Regions from separate parts of the Mus musculus genome. Here region 1 is linked to region 2. A link is a contact called in public promoter capture Hi-C data. All regions are on one chromosome and are shown on one strand. The core of a region is the stretch at or near the end of the contact, and the rest is flanking DNA. Distances in the headings are between cores, read along the strand shown.

Region 1 (4,356 bases), core at 392-2,891, 1.8 Mb after region 2:
CTAAATGAGTCACCAAATAAATTGAAGGTTCTTTTTAGAAATTAAACATAACACTGTTTCTGTGATTCTAAATTGCATTGTGAGGTGAGTTCCTCAATATTTACAACCACTTTCTTTAAGAGCAGTGATTCTAAAACCTAGCACAAGAATCAGAAATTCTATTCATATCTGACTTAGTAAGCAAAGCAAACTATCTAAATGCATACTCTTGTAATTTACAAAGTGGTTTGCCCTCTTCTCTCTCTCTCTCTCTCTCTCTCTCTGTGTGTGTGTGTGTGTGTGTGTACATATATCTCCTTGGGCTATGTTTTAACACCCTGATAAGGTATTCTTAAAATCTTTATCTCTTAAGGTTTTATTCATTTGAATATCTTTCAGTTATGTTTGTCATGATTTTACGATGGAAAATCATTTGTATCTGACATACAGTAGACTTAGATTCTACTGCATTTAGTCTCCAGGAATGCTTCTACACAAGAACTTCTCAGGGCTACTTCCTGTCATGTGGAGTGTAGGACTCTTCGATTGCTCCCAGAGTTTTTGTTTGTTTTGTTTGTTTGTTTTTTCTTAGTCATTGTGCCTTAACACCCCACCCTACCCCCAAACACTCAAAATTTCTTACTTTTCCATCTGGGTAGCAGGTAGAAATTCTTTCTGCAGTTAAATAAGGAATTTCAAAGTTGGAAATGATCAGGAATTTGATAGCTACCTATTGCCTAATTCCTTATTATTTAGTAAAACTCGCATTTTGATCTTAATGATAGAAAGTTTCTATCCAAGTTATCCTGTCTTCCGGGGAGGAAAAAGATGGTTAACATGGGTCTCCGGGGAGATACTTGTTCACAACTAAGAGAAAACTTCAGGATATAATATGACCCTAATTTCCTTTTTAAGAAGTTCTTTAAACGTTATTTGTTCTCTGACAACCTCAACATTAATTGCACGAGATAAAAATTCTATAAATTAACAGTGAGAAAATAGTCTGAAGGAATTCTTCCTCCAACAGCAGTAAACGTCAAATATTAAGTCTACTTCCGAAGACATAGACAGTAGTCCTTCGGAATTAACAGTGACGGTTTTAGAGAGGAAGCAAATCTTCAGTTTGCGACTGGAGAGATCATAAACTCCTAACCTGAGTGAAGCGACGGAGTCCCTATCATTTTTGCCCAGGCAAGTTGCAAAGATGTTCCCGGGCTTTCCGGAAAGCAGCGTCGCACAGCCCACCATCCTCACCTGAGGGTTCTCACGTCCCGGCTCGCTGGCTCGTCACAAACACGCAAGGCAGAATCGGAAGCCAGGCTGGACGGAAAGGGGCACGCAACTCTCAAAAGAAGCCCACTTGCCTTCAGAAGGTTCCCCTAGGCAACCAGCCTTTAGGCGCGCCCAGGACACACACCAGTTGCCTAGGATTGCGACTACAACTCCCAGGAGGCTGCGCGGCGGACGGAGCGCCAGCCTTCCCAGAATGCAGCGCAGCGGCTTCCCTGTTCAGCTTTCTCCTCTCCCGGCTCCGCCTCCTTCCCTACCCGTCGTCACCCGGGAGGGCCGGAGGTAGGGAGCGTCGCGAGCCGCCGGGAGGGGCCCGGGGCGGGGTGGAGGGAGGATGGGAGGACGGAGGGGAGGGAGCTGAGAGAGGAGGGAGGGTAAATAGTGGACCCGGCAGGAAGATGGCGGCTGTAGCGGAGGTGTGAGTGAGTGGATCTGGGTCTCTGCCGTTGGCTTGGCTCTTCCCGTCTTCCTCCCCTCCTCCCTCCCTGACTGAGGTTGGCATCTAGGGGGCCGAGTTCAGGTGGCGGCGCCGGGCGCAGCGCAGGGGTCACGGCCACGGCGGCTGACGGCTGGAAGGGCAGGCTTTCTTCGCCGCTCGTCCTCCTTCCCCGGTCCGCTCGGTGTCAGGCGCGGCGGCGGCGGCGCGGCGGGCGCGCTTCGTCCCTCTTCCTGTTCCCTCACTCCCCGGAGCGGGCTCTCTTGGCGGTGCCATCCCCCGACCCTTCACCCCAGGGACTAGGCGCCTGCACTGGCGCAGCTCGCGGAGCGGGGGCCGGTCTCCTGCTCGGCTGTCGCGTCTCCATGTCGGATAACCAGAGCTGGAACTCGTCGGGCTCGGAGGAGGATCCGGAGACGGAGTCCGGGCCGCCTGTGGAGCGCTGCGGGGTCCTCAGCAAGGTGAGCTGCCCCGCGGGGACCGTGGATCCGCTGCCGGGACTCACCTGCCGCGAGGCGAGGGGGAGCCGCTCGGGACCTGGGGTGGGGCTGGACTGGAGGCACCGACTGTCCCGGGGCGGGGGCTGCGGAATGTGCTGGGGTGCGGGGCCGAAAGGTCGTCTTGGAATGAGTGCCTGGCCAGGGATGGGATAGGAGGTGCTTGGGACTGTCCTTACCGCTAGCCCCCCAATTCCTGGATCCTGTCAGCTTTGGCGGAGGACCTTGGAAAGCTTGTATTAAATCCGTGATCTAGTTCGGGAGGCAAGGTGCATCTGGTAACTTGGAACCCAAGGCCGCAGCTGTCTGGGGTGTAGGAATCTGGGTTGGGCAACCCGTGGTGTCTGAAGAAGTGCTGGGCAGGAGGGCGGTGAAATCGACCTTTCAGACTGTATTTTGGAGGCCCCTACCAGAATGGGGGCAGGTGCTGTTCGGCTCTTAATTGGTGTAACTTAGGCAAACCAGTTGACTGGGTTTGGCCTTGAAATCTGAGATAGTAAACTTTGAGGTGTGAGTGATCTTTGGTGTAGGAAGCGTGTGCGGCACTTTTGTACCTTACCCCCTCCTTGTCCAAGTTCAGAAAAGAGCTATTGAATTGGCAAGCTGTGGATAAGAAATATTAATAGTAAGTTGGAACGTGTCAGAAGGAAGACCGACCTTTAGTTCAGGAAAAGGAGCGTTATTTAGTAATGCAGTATTTGTACAGAAAGGAAAGACATTTTTTGTTTTGTTTTGCCTCTGTACTTTTAAAAGCACCGTTTCAGCTTTCTTTCTTTCTTTCTTTCTTTCTTTCTTTCTTTCTTTCTTTCCTTTAAGCCTAGATAGAATTTATAGGGCTGGAAATAAGTGATCTTGTTAATATTTCACAGTGTGTTGTATTTTACGTTTTTGTTGTGGGAAGACTCAGTCTTTATGACTTCCCAGTCCTTTCCTGTTAAACTTTAAGAAATGCTTAGAGCAAGCAGTTAGTTTCCAGAGGGAGAATCAGGGCTGGTCCCTTAACAAGCTGGTCATAAGATACTAAGTCATGTGCTAATGCCCATTAAGAAATCATTCTGCTTCTAGTGTTCTTGAACATCATTTCTGGAATTGTCTGAAATTTAGGCTATTAAAGTATCTACAGTGTCCTAGATTGAAAAGGCCTGGGATAGACTTAAGAATGCCAGATGCAAGGCTTCCAAGTGTTAACTTTTATTTACATAGTAGAAAATTATGTTGTATTTAATTCTGTGATTATTTTTGAAATTTTATTGTGATGGTTTCAGTATTGCATCTTTATAATTTAAGAATCTACTAAACACATTGTGTAATACATTTGCATTTTCTCTTTTTAAGATTTGTTTATTTATTAAAGATTTATTTATTATTACACATAAGAACACTGTAGCTGTCTTCAAACATACCAGAAGAGGGCGCCAGATCTCATTACGGGTGGTTATGAGCCACCATGTGGTTGCTGGGATTTGAACTCAGGACCTTCAGAAGAGCAGTCAGTACTCTTAACCACTGAGCCTTCTCTCCAGCCCCACATTTGCATTTTCAAATGGTTATAAAATGGGTTCTTTGTCTCTCCTGATTTTGATAGTCTCAATTCATTGTCATTAGATGAGAACCAGACTGCCGTATTAGTTTTTTGTTCAAGTATTTTATGAAGCAAGTTACACTTTTGACTTGTTTGTTTGAGACAGGGTTTCCGCTGTCTAGCAATAGCTGTCCTAGAACTCACTTTGTAGACCAGGCCGGCCTTAAACTCACAGAGATCCACCTGCCTCTGCTTCCCTAATGCTGGGATTAAAGGTGTGGACCTCTGATGCCCGGCTTATTTTTGACTTGTTGATCATCACTTTTTGGATGTTGAACGATTGTAATGACCAATTAATAAAAAGTCATAAGCTCTGTGACCTACTATTGTACAGAGCAGTGTATGAAGTATAATGTGAATCTGAACCTGGGACATGACAGAGTTGTGTTTACTTAATCCTAGCACCTAGGTTGCTGAAACAGGAGGATTGCAAGTTTCAAGCCAACCAACCTACCTATCTACAAAAGGCTTTGTCTCGCAAAATCATTTTTAAAGTAGGATCCTATTTGGCTATGTCCGTGAAAGGGGAGTTGTTTTAATTTTGACTGTTTGTATATATACAACCAACAGTA
Region 2 (4,220 bases), core at 1,527-4,026:
TATGTGCCAGGCATGGCTACATGTTGAGATACAGTGGTACAGTGGTGACTAAGTTAACCATATAGTCTTTGCTAGATGAAATGATCAAACTCCAGCTCAGTCTGATCTTATTGCTGTTGATCCCACTCACTCACAGCTCTATGCTCGTATCCTCCTGTGAGCACACTTCCTAATTTAGGACCTCTTCCCCAGATGACTTACGGCACAAGCGTGTTATAAGTGCTCGAATAAACACCAGCACCGAGCTAAGCTCCGTCAAAGCCTTAGGAGGTTGGTATTATTACCACCTTCTACCTTTTACAGATAAAGACACCAGGCTAAGAGGTGGTTAAGCAACTTGTTCAGTGTTACAGTTAGTGAAAAGAGGAGTTGGGACTTGACCCAGGTTGGACTGGCTCCCGAAACATACATATCCTTAACTAAAACTATGAGCTCAAGAAACTGGGACAAGGCCATCTAATTCCCTACTGCTGCCACACTCCATGTTGGTACCTTGCAGCCACCCAAATGTGATGTAGAATACACAGATAGATAAATGCAAACTGTCCCAGAGGGCCTGGGACTGGATACGCGCAGCAGTATCTGTTGGCTGCTGAATTAATTACATACATTAGTGAGTGGTTTCCAGTTAAGGCATAGACAAGAACTAAAAGAAAGACAGATACAAAATTGGTGTGTGTGTGTGTGTGTGTGTGTAAAAGAAATTTCTGCCAATTAGCACAAAACTGAGCTCAGAATGTCTGAAAATCTGGGCAAAAAGGAAAAAAGGAAGATGTAGTGAGTCAAATGATTTTACTTGTGGTGGCTAAAAGAGCTTGGGCAGTGGCAGAAGGCCTGAGCACACTGTCTCTGGTGTGTGGTTTGCAGTTTCTATTACCTTCACAGCATTTTGCGTTGGTGACTCTGCTGCTGCTGTGTTTGTCCCCTCCTCTGCATTTCACAGCTCTGCTGTGTCACTTGGGATTGTAGTTCAGTGTGCCAGCCAGCTAGAGAAATGTATTTATTGAATTTAGCACCTGCTGTGTGGATCACGCAGATGGAGATTTAAGAGAAAGGTTTATGAAAGACAGGATTCTTGCCTCTTAACATGCTTATACTGCAGCTAAAGGGGTGGGAACAGCCCTTGTAAAGAACTCAAACCAAATTGTTTTCAAACAAATATACACAGAATGCAAGGGATCAATGTATTCCTGGAGAACTGCACAGGCAGGGGCAGCATTGGGAGTCTTTCCGTGGGAGCTAGGTTTTGAGACTGGATTTATACCTGGAGCTCTGCTCTGACAAGACTGAAGGATGTTCCAGAGCCAGCCATGAAGATGAGAACTGAACTAAGGGTCAGGAGAGGCCAAGAGCATCAAGTGAAGAACAGAACCAAGAAATGAGGACGCAATGGAGGCCATGCCTCAATTCCTTGGGGGTTGTAGGGGTGCTTCAACAGGAAGAGACTCTAGAACACAGTTCAGGGTGCCTTGTTCTATGCAAATTGTATCTTGGAAAATATGGTGGAGTCAAAAGTTGTCCCATGTCTGCTGTGTTTAGGCATTGTGCTGAATGCCACCCTCTATACACCTGTCACGTGACGTGGGCATTATTTCTTAGGGCTCTTCAAGGAGGTTGAGTGCCGGGGTCCTGTGTTCGCTAAAGGATAGAACTCCACATGTGAGATAGGTGGCTAGTCATTTGCTCTCAAATGACTGAGTCCATTAAGTGTGTAGCAAGAAAAAGGAGATGAACAAATAAATAGCAGGGAGCGGATAGATGACACCATCGAAACAGGTTCTTACAACACCCTGCACAAAGCACTGGAGAAGTCCCTCGGAGTCCCCCAGTCAGAGATTCTCTCTGTGGATGGGATTCTGCCATTTTGTTGCCAGTGTAGGCATACTTTTACACAACTTAAAAAACAAAAACCAAGCGTTTATTTCATACACTTCTGTGTATATTTGCAAGCCACAGTGAACTTGCAGAGGTCAAAGGACAACTTGCGAGAGCTGGTTCTTACACTCTACCACTTTTGAGTCCTGCAGATTGGTCTCAGGCCATCAGGCTAGGAGGAAAGGGCTGCTCCCCTCTAGGCCAAGAAGGTGCAATGCTGTACTGTTTTCTCCCTGTCTCAGGGGTAGGGGGCCAGCATGTCTCAGGACGGGGAGTCTTGCTGGACACTTGAAACAAACTTGCTAAAATTTAGGACAAGAGGAACCTCCTTACTCCCAGAGTCCTCTCTCCATAAACTCAAACATCACAAGACAATTTACATAAGTAACACTCTGGAAAGGGAAGGGACTATATGGAGAAAGGGAACCGGAAGAGGGGGCATGGATTGGAATGTAAAAAAAAAAATTAAATTAAAATTAAAAATTTCTTTTGACTGTCTGCATTATGGTATTTTATTTCATCAAACACAGATCTCTTTCTCCATTTGACAACAGACAGTGAAAACAAAAATTATCCTTGTTAATAGTTTCTAAGTCACACTGTCCATTAAGCAGCTAATCCTGTTCACTTTCTCAGGAACAGAAAGTTTCTTAACTCAGGCTATGGAGACTGAGAAAATAAAAGTGCAGCTTGTGTACAAATCCTGTCCAAGCACCAGGGAGAAGCAGCTGGTATAGGGCTTTGAGAGTCTCCAGCTCTAGGTACCAGCAGTCTAGATGCAAGGATTCCAGGTAAGAGTCGGGAGGCGAGGCGGGGTCGGGCTCTCCAGGTACGCATGCGCGCACTCTGGGCTCCACGCCCACTCCACCGCCCCTTCTGCGCCGGCGCGCCGCGCAGCCCCGCCTCTCCTTCCTGCGGCGCCTTAGGGACCATGGCCGATCCTCGCGTGAGGCAGATCAAGATCAAGACCGGAGTAGTGAGGCGGTAAGGAACGGCCGGCGGCTCCGCGGCTGACGCTCGCTCTTCCCTTCTCACCGCCGGGGAAGCCGGGCGGAGCGTAGGCCCGATGCGGGCGCGGCTTCCAGGCCTCGGCGGGCGGGATGCGAGGGGCCCGCACACGCCTAGGCTGGCGCTGGCAGGGAGCCGCCCTCGGCGCTGGCCCTGCCGCCCTCCGTGCAGGGCTCGGCGCGACCTCGGCGCTGGCCTGGCCGCCTTCCGTGCGAGGCTCGGAGGCGTCCTCCGCGCTCGTAGGCCGGGAGGAGGAGGAAGAGGAGGGCGACCTGTGCCTGGAGGGCCTCGGCCTGTGCGTGCGGGGCGCCGGCTCCCTGAACTTTGCAGTAGGGAGGCGGAGTCCGCCCTGGCCTGGCCTCAGGTGGACTGGACAGCGCTCAAGTTTAAGGGACGCTGAGATCATGGGCCTCACTCAGAATACACAATGGCGGGGCCCTGGCCTCTGACATGGCTCACTTCCAGAGTTTGGGAACTGGGGCTTGAACGTGAGCACCTCTGCAAACTTCTTCCCCGAAGCTCGCCCCGGAGCTGTGGGCTGCTGCCTCCCAGGAATAGGCCAGGCCAGTCTTGTGACTTGCCTTGACTCCCGACTGTACATATTGCAGTGCTCATTAGAACTAGTTTTGTTCAGACCCAAGCTGATCATACCGAAACATTCCAAGGGAAAAGATACACAGCCTCCTTACGAAGCAGATCGTTCTGCAGGGGAAATAGCTTTTTTTCCTGTTGCTCCATCTCTCCACCGTTTATTGATATTCCATCAGAGGGAGGTCAACCCATAGAGGAGAGAATCACTTTTAGAGATACTGCCCGAGTTTTAGTACTTCGAACGGTACTTTGGAAGCTTTTATTACAAAGGCAGCTAGGGTATGGTAGGGGGGCGGGGCGGGGGTGAAGGTGGGGGGGATAGACAGTCGGTTCTGAATTGTGCCTGACTTCAAATCTGGTTTTATGTATTCTGGAACATATTTCATCGTTGTACTGTGCCTCTTCTTACTGAATTTGGAAGATAGAGTCCAAATTCTCCCTGAATTCAGTTTTTGGAAGAAATACCTGCTACATTTTTGATACAGTGTGATTCAAATAAATAAGATACACCATATAGGTTTTGCTCAGTACATGTTTATGAGTGCAGTTTTCAGAATGTGGCTGAAGTCACACTTCAGGTTAGTAGCAGAGCAAGCAAATGAAACAAGGATCCTGGCTCCAGCTGGGATGCGGTGATAGAGCATTAGACTGTGTGATAACACAGGAGGGGAATATGAGATCTATAGCATACAGTAAGTAATCCGCGCTGTCCCTCAGCCCACACGTTTCTTCTCTTTTGCCAGACT

The links. Promoter capture Hi-C pulls out the DNA fragments that hold promoters and counts their contacts.
Region 1: a contact with region 2 is called in a promoter capture Hi-C map of liver, with 4 times the contacts expected there. The contact joins the promoter of Cert1 here to the promoter of Tbca in region 2. A contact is called at or near these places in 1 of 39 promoter capture datasets (liver) and 1 of 115 datasets of contacts at active chromatin or transcription factors (thymic regulatory T cells).

The regions. Positions count from the first base shown.
Region 1 is chr13:96,541,094-96,545,449 of GRCm38.p6, forward strand. It overlaps Cert1 (ceramide transporter 1), which reads left to right and starts at 1,642. Exons shown (of 18, transcript NM_023420.2): 1 at 1,642-2,166. The coding sequence starts at 2,071. It overlaps Polk (polymerase (DNA directed), kappa), which reads right to left and starts at 1,486. Exons shown (of 15, transcript NM_012048.3): 1 at 1,234-1,486.
Region 2 is chr13:94,786,144-94,790,363 of GRCm38.p6, forward strand. It overlaps Tbca (tubulin cofactor A), which reads left to right and starts at 2,777. Exons shown (of 4, transcript NM_009321.3): 1 at 2,777-2,859. The coding sequence starts at 2,807.